Regions from separate parts of the Cyprinus carpio genome. Here region 2 is linked to region 1. A link is a contact called in public Hi-C data. All regions are on one chromosome and are shown on one strand. The core of a region is the stretch at or near the end of the contact, and the rest is flanking DNA. Distances in the headings are between cores, read along the strand shown. Region 1 overlaps LOC109110193 (rap1 GTPase-activating protein 1-like). Region 2 holds the start of LOC109070489 (SPRY domain-containing SOCS box protein 1-like).

What was found. Hi-C and Micro-C count contacts between places; a contact is called where the count stands out from the background.
Region 2: a contact with region 1 is called in a Hi-C map of skeletal muscle, with 6 times the contacts expected there. The contact joins the promoter of LOC109070489 here to the enhancer-like site in region 1. A contact is called at or near these places in 8 of 8 Hi-C or Micro-C datasets (liver, red blood cells and skeletal muscle).

What each region holds. Positions count from the first base shown.
Region 1 is chrA23:11,370,776-11,378,695 of ASM1834038v1, forward strand. It overlaps LOC109110193 (rap1 GTPase-activating protein 1-like), which reads left to right. Exons shown (of 26, transcript XM_042713137.1): 26 at 1-1,971. Among protein-coding and RNA genes, the nearest start is that of LOC109070489, 41 kb to the right of the region's middle. Within about 2 kb of position 2,681, at least 2 of the 8 cell types and tissues checked have an H3K27ac peak or open chromatin away from gene starts, as enhancers often do. A contact at or near this core is called in skeletal muscle, where this site is marked.
Region 2 is chrA23:11,412,181-11,420,100 of ASM1834038v1, forward strand. LOC109070489 (SPRY domain-containing SOCS box protein 1-like) reads right to left here and starts at 3,800. Exons shown (of 4, transcript XM_042713144.1): 1 at 3,575-3,800.

The sequences.
Region 1 (7,920 bases), core at 1,431-3,930:
CGCCAATATTAAAATTTTATACTATTTTGAAAAGAAATAACAAAATAAACTTTTTAAATGCACCAAGTGTGAGAATGGACATTCATTTTGAGATTTGCTAAAGATTACATTTAACAATGTTATTAAATTATTTGTTTTTTAAAGATAAACTTTAAGTGAGCGTTTGATGATGGCAAAGGTAATCTAAAAGTAAAAATGTAGTAAAAAAAAAAAGCATGAACAATTATATATACAATATCGGCCAGTACTTGTACTGAATTAAAACATTTCTAATATATATATATAGTGTAGCTCATTATACCACATATTTTTTGGTGAGAATTTCTCAAAATTGAGCGAAACTGGAAGGTGCCGTTACTCTTAAATAATTTATTTATCTGCCATTATCCCTTGTGCATGGGAGAAATAGGGAATTATATAATGAGTGTAAGTCAATGAAAATGTTCACATTTGATTAGCATCAAAACATGACTGTTTTAAGAAGTGTGACAGAAGCCCTCTAATTATATAATATTAGACATTGGAAATGCTTTACCTTACCCTCAAACAGATAAGAAGTTCAGCCATGTCAGTGTTACAACAACAGTGAGTTAACATACTAATTCAGTTTAGTTTCCTGACCAGCTAACCAAGCAGGACTAACCGTAAGTTATGCTTTATGCTTAGCTTTGTTTCACCAATTCGACATGTTGATTATTTATCTGTTTGCCAATCAAGCAGCTCATGATCAGGGCTGCAGGGTCTCGAGTTTTGTTTCTTATAGTGACTCTTTTTTTCCAAACTTACTAAAAATCTAAAAAATCCTAGTGGAGATCATTTTCCTTATGTTGACTCATTTCAGTCTGGCTCTTCTTTGCTTTGTGTTTGAACGTACAGATGGTTTGATGTCTGAACTGTGTGCCAAGGTGACAGTCCTCTTTTAAAAACTCAGTCTAGACAGGACTTTTGAGTTAAAACAAATGTGCTGTTGCTAATCTATAAACCAATCGTTAATGCCAAAAATCAGTCAATATGATGTTTGCTCTTTGTTAAAGGCAAAAAGCATTAAATGAAGCTTAAATATGGCAGAGTGGTTCGAGGTTGCCTTACTGTAAGTGTCCAAATATATGAAGGGAAAAGCTTAGCAGAATTTTTTGTAACCTATTTATGATAAATGATTGGCCTTGGTGGCTTCAATTAAACTAGTCCTCATTGCTGATCCATGTTTGTTTTATACATTTCCCATAACTGATCCGTCCTCATGATACATCAGACATTGGCTGTCTGAAATCTGAAAAATGCTTTGCAGGATCATGTGGCACTGAAGACTAGCACAACTGCTGCTGAAAATTCAGCTTTGCCTTATTAGCTTATTTGAAAAAAACAAAATAATATGTGTCTGAAAGCAGTTTCATTATGCCTGTGATGTTTTAGACTGATTAGGCAGCTGCCTGAGGTTTTGGACTCTGCCACTGTGAGATGTTGCATAAAAAAAATAAAAAAAAAATATTTGGGTTTTTTATTTATATTTTTATTTTCTGTTTTATACCGCACTAAAAGGCTGTACATCATCACAATAACTACAGGGAATTACTAACACACTAAATACAACCCCTAGAGGTCATGGGATCAGTTGCGTACCAATAAAAATGTTGGAAATATGGTTTTAGTCAGCTTTTGTTTGCGCTGCGCAGGGTTTCTGTGCCCCCTTGTGGTGAGTTATGATTCTAGCACCGTTCATTTGCAGTGTCCATGTACATGACTGTAATTGCTGTTCCTGTACAGAAGTCAAATTTGTCTTGGAAATAAAAGATGCAGCACAAAATCCTTGCTGATGACAGGGTTTACATTTTTAGATGTTGTTATGCTTTCCTTTTAGCTGCTGCTTCTGTGACCTTTTCCTGTGCAATCATCATTGTAAATACTGCTTTTTTTGTACATACTGCCCAAGAAATCTGAAACAAATAAACTTGAGTGTGATATTTCATGGAACATACATGTCTAGTTTCTGCTTTTCAAATTTATATAGCATACTGTATGTATGAGGAATTATGCATGTGATTTTTGTGTGGCCTACTGGCTCTAATTAACTTGCAAGTGCATTTCCACACCAGCAGAGGGCAACATTTACATAATTCAAAACATCATTTCAGTAAATAAATTCTTTCAAATGCAGGTGCTGAAAACATAAAGTAATTCATAACCCATGTAAAATAAAACAATTAAAATTAAAATAGAAATAGAAAGTGATAGAAAATACAGTTTGGACCATATAAAAAACATTACGTCTATGGAGAGTCCCCGTAAACCACAAATGCAAGTGTGTGTGTGTGTGTGTGTGTGTGTGTGTGTGTGTGTGTGTGTGTTTGTGTGTGTTTTCAGGGCTGTCAAAGTTTTTGTGTTCACTAAATAATTTAACAGATTTGATATTATTGGCTACCAAGCCTAATAGTAAGAAAAAAAAGCTATGCTGTCAAAACAATACTAAAATAACATTGCATCATAGAGGATACTTTCACTTTGATACACAGTATCTACAGTGAATGAATACTTCAATATGTCCACTATGTGTGCACAAGGTCAGAGGTGGGATGATGATGTGGACAGATGTCAGACACAGCTGGTAAGGTGTGAGGGTGGCCATGAATCAGAGTTTGGAGGAGACACATTCTCACTTCCAGCTCTTGTAAAGCAGTGCTGTTCTCCCAACCCCCCAACTGTGAAAAGTTCCCAGGGTCAGAACACAGACTTACGAGCAGCGCCTGTCAACACGGCTCTGATGACTAGAGCTGATGACAGTTTAGAAAGAGAACAGTGGAATAAAAGCAGCATGATTCTGCACTTATTTTCCCTTTTGCACTGGCAGTGTATTATGCTGATTCCTTAAACTTTGTAAAACTAGACTCAGCGTGATGTTTTCTGTTTATAATATGCATACCAGTGAACAGCACAAACTGGTGCAAATCACATGATCACATATCACATGATATACTATTTGAGTTCAGTACATTCCTCGATTACATATTTCTCATACTGTCACAGAAAGGCCAGACTGCCCATCTACATTACATCTTCCAAACCTGTTAACCCTGTTATGACGTGATCTCCTGGTACATGTAAAACTAATAACCCCAGCTGGTTTTCTCTCTAGGTTTGACCCTTACTTACAGGAATATCGTGGGTTCAGCAAGAGTTATGCTCAGTCAACAGCATTTGTGGCATAATATTGATTACAAAAATATATTTATTTCAACTTGTTTTCGAGGTTAAAGTGAGGCACAACACAGTACAATTTTGAGGATTTAAAAGCAGAAAGGAGAAACTTAATATATTAAAAAGTACTTTTACATATGTTTTAGGATTTTACATTGTCATGGCAACATAGTATATCAGGCATATCATTACAGAAAAGGTTCAAATGTAATATTTTCATGCTAAAATCATGCTAAGACATATTTGTTTACATTTTGTGGCTGTTTTAGAGTTAATATTTTAATATTTTTTGAGGTTACAGTGAGGCCCTTACAATGAAAGTGAATGGGACCACTCTGTGACAAGTCTAAATAAATATTAAATAAATAAACATATTTATACTGATACTGACACTCAAGTGGAAATTAATTTTTAGTAGAAATCAACATGCTATGCTACAAATACTGATAATTGAGCTAAAGTTGTATTGAACCTGGAATTTAGTGTGAAAATTTTACTGTGTAAAAACCTTTTCTGTGTAAATTTATACTTCATTGCCATGACATTTTAACACTTACAATCATACAACATTAAAATTATTTATACATCATTGCAAATCCAATAATGTGAATGTTTTGACAGAAAATACATTTTCAAGCTTCACATTTCTGTTTTTAACTCACTGAACGTTGAAAACAAGAACAAGTCAAAACGAATCAATGTTTTTTTGAGGTGATCAGCATTATGCTACAAATGATGTCAACTGAGCTTAACTTGTATTGAACCTGAAATATTCCTTTAATATTCCTTTACTCCACTTCTTTTAGTTGGCCAAAGAAAATAGATTGACTGCCTTGTAGATCCTGTTTTGTCCACAGAGTATGGATATCACACAGTTGCAAGCAAAAAAGGGAGAGCTGTTACATACGTTGTGTTGGCATGTGTGTTTAGGCAGAGAACTGCAGGTTTGAGTCCATGTGTTTGGAGTGTAGATGTGCAGCGTGAGCAGCTGGCCGTGAGTGTGAAGAGACTGTGCAGGATGGAGCCGATCATTTCACACTTTGTCACATAATATGATGAATAATTCACACTGCTTTCATCAGCCCTCATTTAATGGCTCGTTTTTCCCCTCACACCCATGAAATCCTTGCTCACACACTCTTCAACGCCTCGCAGAGTCTGGAGGACTATCGAGGCTAATTAAGTGGCTTTTTACATCCTTTAAAATGTTTAGTTTTCATCACAATATCATTTTGCTTCTCACTTTACCATAAGAGGGTTTAAGCTGACACAGAGGTCCTCTGTTTAAACCAACAACTGATCTCTTCAGTTTAACCATGATTTGCATTCACTGATAACATATATATATATATTAATATATATAGATTATTAGACGTTTTACAAGACAATACTATTTCAAGCTGTATTTATTTTATATATATATATATATATATATATATATATATATATATATATATATATATATATTATATATATAGATTATTATACGTTTTACAAGACATACTATTTCAAGCTGTTTTATTTATTATAGACAATGTGTGTGTGTGTGTGTGTGTGTGTGTGAAGAAGAACGTTTCCATGTGGTCTGTGCAATAGTAAAGTCTGAGCTGAAGTGGACACGTAACTGAGTGCACGGACATGGAAAGACATTCCAGGAACCACATGGACAAAATAGCATGTAACTTTACACAGCTGATGGAAGGGTATATTATAGCAGTCAAAATATACATAAAAATAACTTCTAGCCAACTGTGTGAGAGACAGAATCTGATGATGTGGGCAGAGTTTGCAGTTACAAATAGACCAGTCTGATAAAATGATGTACTCGAAATGCCAAGGTCTTTGCACAGACGTCAGTGGGATGGACAGGATGGTCTTACAAGAATATGACGTAGAGGACCGTACTGGAAGTTCCAAAGACAGTAAGTGCCAGGCGATCAAGGCTTAGCTGGTTAGCATGGCCCTGTAAAGTTTTTGAAGTCTATAAAGCTCAACAAGGTTCCATTTATTTTTACAGTTAAATCAGTAATATTGTGAATTTTATAGTTTAGGATCATTTTACAGTTAGGATCATGATGCAAAGCTGAATTTTCAGGAGTCATTACTCCAGTCTTCAGTGTCACATGATCCTCACATGAGAAGTCATTCTAAAAAGCTGAATTTCTGCTCAAGAAACATTTTTATTATTATCAGTGTTGAAAACAGTTGTGTTACTTAAAAGTTTTCAGAAACCATGATAAAAAAAAAAAAATCAGGATTCTATTGTAAATAGATAGTTTAAAAGAACATTATAAGTGTCTTTTTATGACTTTAGGTCACTTCAATGCATCATTGCCGAATAAAAGTATTAATGTATTTTTTTTTTTTAAAAAAGTCTTACTGACAGTAAATCTTTGAATTGTTGTGTACAATTATTTACAAAAATTTACTATGTTTTAATTATTATTTTTTTTTATTTAAGTAGAATTATTTATATATTAACTAATTTAACTTTAATTATTTTTATTTAATTATTATTTTATTAAATTTGTAATTAATTTATTATATTTTTGGCAATTATGCAGGGGAAAGCATGTTTCAATACTGATGGCTTTTCAATAGTAAATGCATACTCTGGCAATAATATTAATTAATTAATTAATTAATTAGTGATGTCACAAACCCAGGAAGAAGCTCGTTGTAGTCCCTATCAGCCTGTGTGTGTGTGTGTGTGTGTGTGTGTGTGTGTGTATTCCTTAAATAGTGATTTCTTCAAAAGAAAATATCTCCCGTTGCATAGAACTTTGTGCATCGTAACTTTGCAGACATTGTTTATGCTCTAACAGCAACATTACACACAATTTAAAAAAGTGAAATCATAATCAACCACACCTTTAATATCAAACAGCTTTGAATAAGTAATGAAGAGCCCACCCACACTGTCTCATCAGAGTTTACAGATTACACAGCCCCCACTGACTTTGACTTCAACCCAGTGTGTTGTTAACCTTCATGTTCACCTCTCTCACAAAGCACTTTTCAGAACATCTGGCTGAGATTTTCTCCTTATTTCTTCCATTTGGGCAGCATTCAGCAATGTCCACCTCACTTTAGCTCAGGTGCAGGCTTCCTTATTTGACACATGCTCAAATTAGAGAACGTCTAGACGCCATCCATACTGTTTGCATGACAGGTAGGAAAAGCTTGCCATTTTACGGAAGGGAGAGCTGTTGTGGTTTGTGTGCCACTAACGACACAGGGAGTGTCTGGAGGTTTAGACAAGATTGTCCACACTAAACCCCCAACAAAAGCAATGCTTCCCTGCCCCCTTCTTGCAGGTCAAGAGTTCCTCTGTCCAAGAATCTTGGCCCCTCTTGTATTTGTCTCTGTGCATGAATATCAGGTTGGCGGCTGTGAAATTTGAAAACCATTCCCTTGAACATTACAGACTAAACTCAGCGTCTAAGTCTCAACCTCCGACAGGAAAATACATCATACTTTCACAGCGGCTGAGGTGACTTTGAAGTAAATCAACCCTCCATTACAGAGGAAGGGGAGAGGGGTTAAACGCACATCTTTTTAAACCTCCACACAGTGTGTTATAAAACCTCACACAAAGATGTGATACTGTTGATTTCAATGTGAGCTTCACAAAATGAAAATATATTTGGTAACACTTTACAATAAAATTAAATCTGTTAACATTAAAGAGGTAGTCATTTACTCACCCTCCACTTGTTCCAAACCTGTATGAGTTTCTTTCCTCTGCTGAACACAAAAGAAGCTATTTTCTGGTAACATTTGATTGTAGCCATTGACTTCCACAGTATTTTTTCCATATTATGGAAGTCAGTGGCTACTGTCAACTCTTTGGTTATCAAAGAGTATTTATTAACATTTACTACTCTAGATTAATGTTAATTTCTACATACAAATTTTTGGCATTTCAAGTAAAAATATATGTTATTATGAATAAACGAACAATAGTATAACAAATTTATCAGTATCTTACTTATAATACAATATATAAGTGTTTGTCGAGGCTTTTGTAACAAACACAACATGCTACGTCTATTATCCAATATGTATTTCTATTTGTCTGAGTTAAGAGAGGAATGCTTTGCCATTGCAGTGTCCTCTCAATTACACCGGAGAATTAATAGACATGAGATCAGCGTATAAAAGTGTTTGTCCATTCAGATTAGAGGTAGTTCACTGCATACACTGCAAGTCTCCACCATGGATTATTTGTTTATTTTACTGTTTTAATGATAAAAATATTTCACTTTCACATTTTTGGTGCAACATTGCTTAACAATTTTGGTCATAATTCCACTTTCATTTCTCAGCTTTTTCAAAATTTGATGACTTTACTGTTATTTTAAGAAGTGGAAATAGTTATGATGAGTAGTGGCCAAACTTTTAACTGGTAGTTAAAGCAGTGTATATACTGTACTTAAAATAGTTATTTTATCACCTCTATACCTTTAGTTAGTCTAGAGTATAAACAGTAAAACTTTATTTGACCTTCTTGCTTAAACTTTTTTTACGCAATTGCTTGTTTCGATTCTCACGGCCCTCAACAATCATCAGAGTTCATGAACGGAAAGCAGCGGAGGACATAAAAGCAGACATTCAAAGGAAATATCTGTGGTCTTCCCTTAAAAACAGCAGTAAGTGAATGAACTCTGTCTGAACGCTCCAACTATTAGATCATGAGAACCTGCAGCACCGGCTCTGCCTCATTAT
Region 2 (7,920 bases), core at 2,550-5,049, 43 kb after region 1:
TCAGTGTAACAAAGCCAATAGAACAACAGATCATACAGTTCACAAAGAACCCCAATGATCTTCATTTATCAGACAGTACTGGGAGCTTTAGGTTGCAACAACAAAATAGCAAAAGTTATTTAAATGGCCTCGATCCCCCTTGAATGTGAAAATAAATTTGCCAAACAAATACTTTTCTGAACAAAACATTCATGCTGATATTCATTCAGAAGCATGAGATGAAAATAAGCCAACTCAAAACAGGACAAACTGAAGGACTTCAAGTTCACGCCACTTGTGAACCTGTGATCCTCACCACACAGAAAAGAGTCCAAAGGGATGTTATAGGAAACCTGGGTTACTAAAAGACTGACATCAGTGTGGTTTATGCAACAAACATCAGGCCAGCTGCAGTAACAGACATACTTGTGTAACATTAGGCTTTATCTCAGCAAACACAGCAATCGATTCACTTTGTGACTGATATTGCAGAATACTTCAAGCACAAGGCAAAATGACTAAGCTTTTGATCACAAATGCAACTTTGAACATAAGAGACTTATGCTAAGATAAGAGAAAAAAAAAAACTAAGTCTTACCGATCCCAAACTTTTGAACAGTAGTGTATATTTTATAGATGGAGTGAGAGAGTGAGAAGTTTTACAGTCAAATACCATAACATTAAAGGATTAGTTCACTTCCAGAATAAAAATAACCTGATAATTTACTTACCCCCATGTCATCCAAGATGTCTCTGTCATTCAGTGGAGAGAAATTAAGTTGAGGAAACACTCCAGGATTTTTCTCCATAAAATGGACTTCAATGGGAACCAACGGGTTGAAGGTCCAAATTGCAGTTTCAGTGCAGCTTCAAAGGGCTCTACATGATCCCAGCCAAGGAATAAGGGTGTTATCTAGCGAAACGATTGGTCATTTAAAAAAAATTAAATAATAAAATGTATATACTTTAACAACAAATGCACGTCAAAAACCAGCCCAACTTCCCACACCAACTACACACTAAAGAAAGTTAAAACTCTGTCTCATTTTCTCCTCCAAACTCCGGTTCAGAAAGTCATTTTCTCCTCCAACTCAATCATCTGACATTGTTGTTTGCTATGTAAACACTGGGTTGGTACTTCTGCCTACATCACGCGTGACCTTTCCAACGTGACTACGTAATGAGTGAAGTCGAGCTAGTGCAAGACGAGCATTTGTGGTTAAAAAGTATACAAATGTTTATTTTAAGAAAATGGGCTATCGTTTCACTAGATAAGACCCTTATTCCTCGGCTGGGATCGTGCAGAGCCCTTTGAAGCTGCACTGAAACTGCAATTTGGACCTTCAACCCGTTGGTTCCCATTGCAGTCCATTATATGGTGAAAAATCCTGGAATGTTTTCCTCAAAAACCTTAATTTCTTTGCGACTGAAGACACAAAGACAAACATCTTGGATGACATGGAGATGAGTAAATTCAGGATTTTTTTTATTCTGGAAGTTAACTAATCCTTTAAGATAATTTAAAAATTCTTCTTGAGTTCTTCCTGAAAAACATGTTCTTTAAAGAAACAATACACTAACCTGAAGAACCTTTAAATGTATCAAGAGCTTTTTATTCGCACAACGATTCTTGATAAAATAAGGGCCTATGAACCACAGAAGAACCTTTAGTTTTAATGGTTTCATCTCTTAACCCTTAAAAAGCCAGGCCATACCACATTAATTAACCCAACCCAGACAAGCAGTCTTAAGGCCAGGACACACCAAGCCGACGGTCGGCGACGGCAAGCTAGTTTGTTTGGTATGTTCCACTCGTCGGCTCTCATAGGTCTCACGTCGGCGGTAGTTTGCAGTGTAGATACAGAAGGCTGTTTAAAATGTTTTGGATCTTTCCCAAACATTCTAATACCTAAATGTTTTCATAACAACATGAGCCACTTAAAATGACTAAAGTTATCAACATTACTGATAATCAAAATGGTGTGTCCTGGCCTTTAGTGAATGGGAAGGAGAGCAAATCACACTTAAACATATTAACTTTCAACATTTGCACTGTTGTAATCCAGGTCAGTTCAGTAGGATATCCTCTACAGCACCGAGTCAGAGGAGTTACCTGTAATACAGTCCTACAAACATCTGTGTGCAGTCGGGAGCATTTACTGTAGTACAGACACTGTTAACTCAAATCAGTCCTACGGTTCTTGCAAACACAAAGGCAAGATTAATCTGCCTTGAATACATCAACCAGAGTAATCGGACATTAAATAGATCAAACACAGAGCTGATGTCTCTGCGGGTCATCTCAACACCCATTGACGAGAAACCCCTTACAAACCTAAGTTACCATTAACCAATGTTTCCACTGAAATACTTGCTAAACTAAAATTTGAGTTGCAGCAATAAAACTAACTTCATATTTATGGCAGTGATATGGCAAAAGAAAATAAATGACAGTGACAAAGACACTGACAGGAAGACTTCTGTATCTTTAAATATAAAACGCGAGATATTTTATTAAAGAACTGCTTAAAAAAAAAGAAGTTAAAATTGAGTCATTTAGATTTAGACAAAAATTTAACAGTTATTTATCTTTTCGGCAAAAAGAAGCCAAAGCATTATTTGCTTATTATCAAGCAACACAGATCAAAGTCCGGCCTGTTACATCAGTTGACTGGAGCGGGACAAAGATTTCCCCTTTCCCCTCAAAGCTTTCTGAAGTCACTCCGCTTCAAATCCACTCCATGTTTTTAAGTTTCCAGCTCGGAGAGCTCTGGGGTGAGTGAAAAAAAAAACAGCAATGCTAATCTCAAAGGCCCACTCCCAGCTGCAGGTAAATGCAAATGATTCCACTTATTTTACAAAAGAACAAATTACTTCTAAATTGACAGTGCTGCTATTAATTAGCACTCTTAGAACACCAAACAAATAACTTAAAACAGGCCTAATAGTAGTGAGTATACAAATCCTAAATAGACGATGACGTCGTCTTCACTTATCATACAAGTAGAGATAGCTTAACACAAATGCCTCCAGACCAAATGCAATAGGTCTTTAAGACCTTAAACCGAAAGTAAAGCCTCTCCAGCATTGTCTGGGACAAACGTCTTTACTGTCGTGGAGTACAAGTTGAAACGGCTACAAGCACAATTCTCATGTACACACACCAAAGTAATTAGTGCATTGCGACTAACGTTACCTGGCCTTTCGCAGAGAGGTTAAATGCAAGCAACGAACAAAATAATCAGCCACAAATCTCCTGATGCTGCCAAACTAGTGTTTGAAACTATTAAATGTAGGTCCACGAGACATCTTTGTCGGTTTAAGAATCCATTTCAGACTCGTTACAAACGCAGGAAGTGGTTGTTGCTTGGTGTATGTTAATTCATTATTTACACTGAGATGCAATAGGAAACGTGCCACAGTCTAGCGCGTTTATATCGCATTTCCCGTTTTATAACTTCGGCTTGTTGAATGAGCGCGTCGACTGGATGTTTGTATTGGGAAAGCTTGGGAAACCGCGACTGTGTGCATGTGAACACACAACAAAGAAAAAAGACAGACAAATGTGTTAAACCGTAATTATTTCAGACCGTACCTGCAACTGATACATACCGGGAAATAAACCATGGGCGAAGGAGTGGAGCGAGTGTTCCTTTCAGTCGGTATTCCCGTGCAAATCCATGACTAGTCTATTATCTCCTCTCTATGTCTTTTTAGCACAGGCTTGTATTGGGTGAAATGATGGCTGCTAACAGCGATAGAAACGTCTATTCAGTCACGTGGTCAAATAGCTTCCAGCTGCTGCTGAACGTCCCTCCCAATTGAGCTGAGTTGTTGTTTAGCACATTTCCCCTGATAAACCCTGCTAATTGTGGACTACATATTGATGGCATAATCACCCTCTATGTGCATGCCAGATATATATTTAGGCGCTAGAACTTTCTTTCATTTTTATTTTAATTTACCATCTTTGTAGTCCTAATAGTTAGCAAAGCAAACGCAATTGTTTTATTTATGAGCCACTGACTCACCCTTTATTATTAAAGTGAATTGAATATGAACCATATTGGTATTTTAGGTCTCTTTGTAGACGTATTACCCAGTATTGGTGTATCTCTCTCTTTTAATGGAAAAAAAAAATGGTCAGAAATGGCCAAAAATATACATTTATATATAATATATAAGTAGACATGTTTAATGTGCCCTGTAGCAAGTACCCCTGTTTATTAATTATCTCAAATTTGATATATTTCATAATTTTTTTTTTTATTATTCTAGGGCTTTACAGCTACTTTAATGTAGTATTTATATTACTTTCATTTTTTTTTTCCAGAGGTAAATATTGCCTTTTAATAAATAGTGATTTTCTGACAGCTTATTTAGGCAAAAGTAGTGATTGATTTATATTGCTTTCCAGTGACCCCCAATCTTGAATGCTTGGTCACATCCTCTTTTTCGATTCACAGTAATGTCTGCAATTTCATATTCACTTTCAGACTGACTGCACTTCGACCTAGAAGTTGTTGCACCCTTTTGTGTGATGACTGCATTTCCATTGAAGACACTGATTCATGTGGCTCCTCTCTATGTGACTCAACAGAGAATGAGGCATCTTGGCAACCCAAACTGTCTGGAGACACATAATAACTCCTCCATAGACCTTACACAATGTATCACTCCTCCTGAGCCCATCTCTGTGGTCGCTAGTTTTCTCAAACCATTCTGTTATAGGGTGGAGTAGATATTTTCCCTCTGATGTAGACTTCAGTGACAGCGAAGAGGTAAGCAGTGATGGTAGAAAGAAATAGCAAGTTATATTAAACTAGCTAAGAATCACATTCTTGCCTTAACCATATTACCATTGGCACTGAGGGACTTGTGAAGTATTTTACTGTCCCCTTGTGTTCACTCTGATTACTCACAAATTCAAAGCGTCTTTGACATGCCTAGAACAATCACATAACAGAAAGGCATATTATTTACCAACAGAATCCAAGATCTTACAAATCCTTTTGTTTCCTTATTGTTTTATTGGCCTTTCTTGCACTGGTTTACATTGGCTTTGCTTCTCAGTAGTTTTCAACCTTCTCAGTACCGGGATCTCATGGACCTTCAGTGTAAAAAAGCTAGATTTTCTCAGAAATACTTTCAAATTTTTATTAAAAACATTAAAGCAATTGTTAACCCAAAATTGAACATTGAGAAATTCAGCATTGCATCACTTGCTCACCAGTGGATCCTCTGCAGTGAATGGGTGCCGTCAGAATGAGAGTCCAGACAGCGTATGAAAACACCACTATGATCCACAAGTAATCCACACACATTAAGGCATTGTTTAACTTCAGATAATTTCTTCTGGCTAGATTAGAGCATGATATTGCCTTCTCCAGTAAAAAGAAAAAAATATGTCTGATTCATGAGAGAAATATGCACAAATCATGTGCAAGTGAACACAGGTAAAAAACAGTTCTAAACAAATATTTAAATGGATTTTGATGTAAGAGAACAAGAGAGGATGGATTTTTTATTACTGGAGGAAGCTATAATAAATTATGGACTGATGTGTTGCTGTTAAAATGTCTTAATGATGCATTTGTGTCTTATAAACATGCAGCTTTTTCCTTCACATAATGTTAGTTGATGGACTGGAGTCATGTGATTCACTTCTGGATTATTGTGATGTTTTTCTCAGCTGATTGCACTCTCATTCTGGCGGCACCCATTCACTGCAGAGGATCCATTGGTGAGCAAGTAATGTATGCTTTCTCCAAATCTGTTACAGTGAAGAAACAAAATCATTTACATCCTTGATGGCCTGAGGGGTGAGCAAATTTACAATTTTATAAAATTTACAATTTTGGGTGAACTATTCCTTTAACGAACATTACATAATAGATATAGATATGTTTAAAGTTGGACGATATACACTAGAAATGTATTTAAAATTAAGGTTTATTATGTGGTTTTATTTTAAACATCTACTTGGACCCCATGGAGCACTTTCAGGGATCCCTAGTTGACCACTCTGGGTTTAGTTGTTTAAGATTTACATGATTAGCCTCAGTTCTTCATGCCAGACCAAGTGTGTTTCAATAAGGCTGAATAATGGCAAGCATACTGAAGTTGCACAATACCACTGACTGTTTTTGTTTAGCCAGACAACCTCTAAGAGCCACTGCTACCTTTCACATGAGAAAAAGCAAACACATTCGTCTTAGCTCTTTGTTTCTTGCTCGGAAAGCCACACTATCCGTATATAAAACTAAATAAATGTCACAAACAGTCAGGCTTGGACTCCAGTGGAAAAAGTTACTGTGTACTTTCTAAGAATTATGCTGCCAACTGTGGAAAAGGATTACACAGTTACAGTTAAAATATTTAGGAGACTATTACTTTTAAATCAGCCAAACAAGTGTTAAAATGGTTATACATGATATACAGAATCCTCCCTAAAACTATTGTTGCATAACAGTTTCTCTCATACACAGAAAAGCACATTTTTTATCTTTTAAAACCAGCTCTGTTGTATTTATATACCATTGCAGTTTGGTTTCCTTTTCTACCAGCAGCAACAAACAAGTGCTTGATTCTGAGGGACTCACCTGCTATGTTTCCTCACCAAAGCTCCAAACATCTCTGCACAGGCACCTCATTCTTTTCAGGAACTGGAACTGAGAACAGGAATGTGAGCATGGGTTGCGTGTCATAAGGAAAAGGAAATTTACTGTGAGCTAATCCCACCGTCACAAAACACTCTGACACATTTACTCTCTCTATGCACTGAGTCATTCTTACAGCAGGCTGGGTAAACTTTCTCCAGCACAGATGCTGTTTATTTCATATGGAAGCCATAAGTGAGGCCATGCTGTGAAATGAAGGACTGGCATACTGGTGAATGGATATTTCACTTTGTTGGCACAGCAGTAGTATACTGAAAAACAGGCTGATATTTTTTTTTCAGACTTAAGAGTTTTAGTTTGGACTGAAGTATTTGCTTGTGTAGTTTTAAATTGTTGTGCTGGTTTTTGCATATATTAGCGCTTATTGTCTTTACAAAAGATTGCTGTTAAGAGCTCAGCTAAAACTCAAATTTGGTCAGGAACATATGCACGTTTTTGCATTTAAGTGAAATATATGGGCTTCATTGTTTTCCTTTATCCTAATAAGCTACAGTGCAGTCTAGGCCTCATTTTTACAGGCTGATTATTTGCTTAATGTTACTACTAGGTTTTGACATTCAAAGCAGCTTTGGAAGGTGAATGGAGGTGGTGCGGAAAAAGGAGAATTTGTTATATTTAATTTTGTTAAGATTAGTCAAAATCATTGTTCTTATGATTGTCGTTATGAATGAACTCTTGAGCTACAGAACAATAATGCACTGTGATGGCTTAAGACAGAATAAATTAGGGAAAGACAGCCCTTTCCTGCCACCTTGTGTTTAGAGTTGCATGGCACAACTGCAGGAAGCCTTCAAATATATTCTTAAATGTCCTGAGAAAATATGAAAGAAGCGCAGACAGTAAATGGGTTTTTTAGGTAACAGATTTGCCGTGCTAAAATTCATATAATGTAGAAATATTTAATTAAATCACTTTATCTGATTATTAATGAATGATTTTTTTAGTTTAATAGATTTTATAAAACTATTATAATTTATAAAAAAAAAACTGAAATATTTTATCATGTTATATTTTGTTATATTTATGTACATAAATGTATTAGTATATAGTTTGTGTAAAAGCTGGTAATCGTGTTATGCAGCATGATTCGAGATTGATCCAAAAAGCATCTTTAAAGTGCTTTAATTGAAATGAGAACATTTATTTTCTGCCATAAGATTTCTTTAATATTACTTTGTTCAAAATCATAAATCTTTCTGTTCATTTCCAAGTTTGAATTAGGTTATAAATCACTTTTCACTTTTGTGAACATTTGAACCAA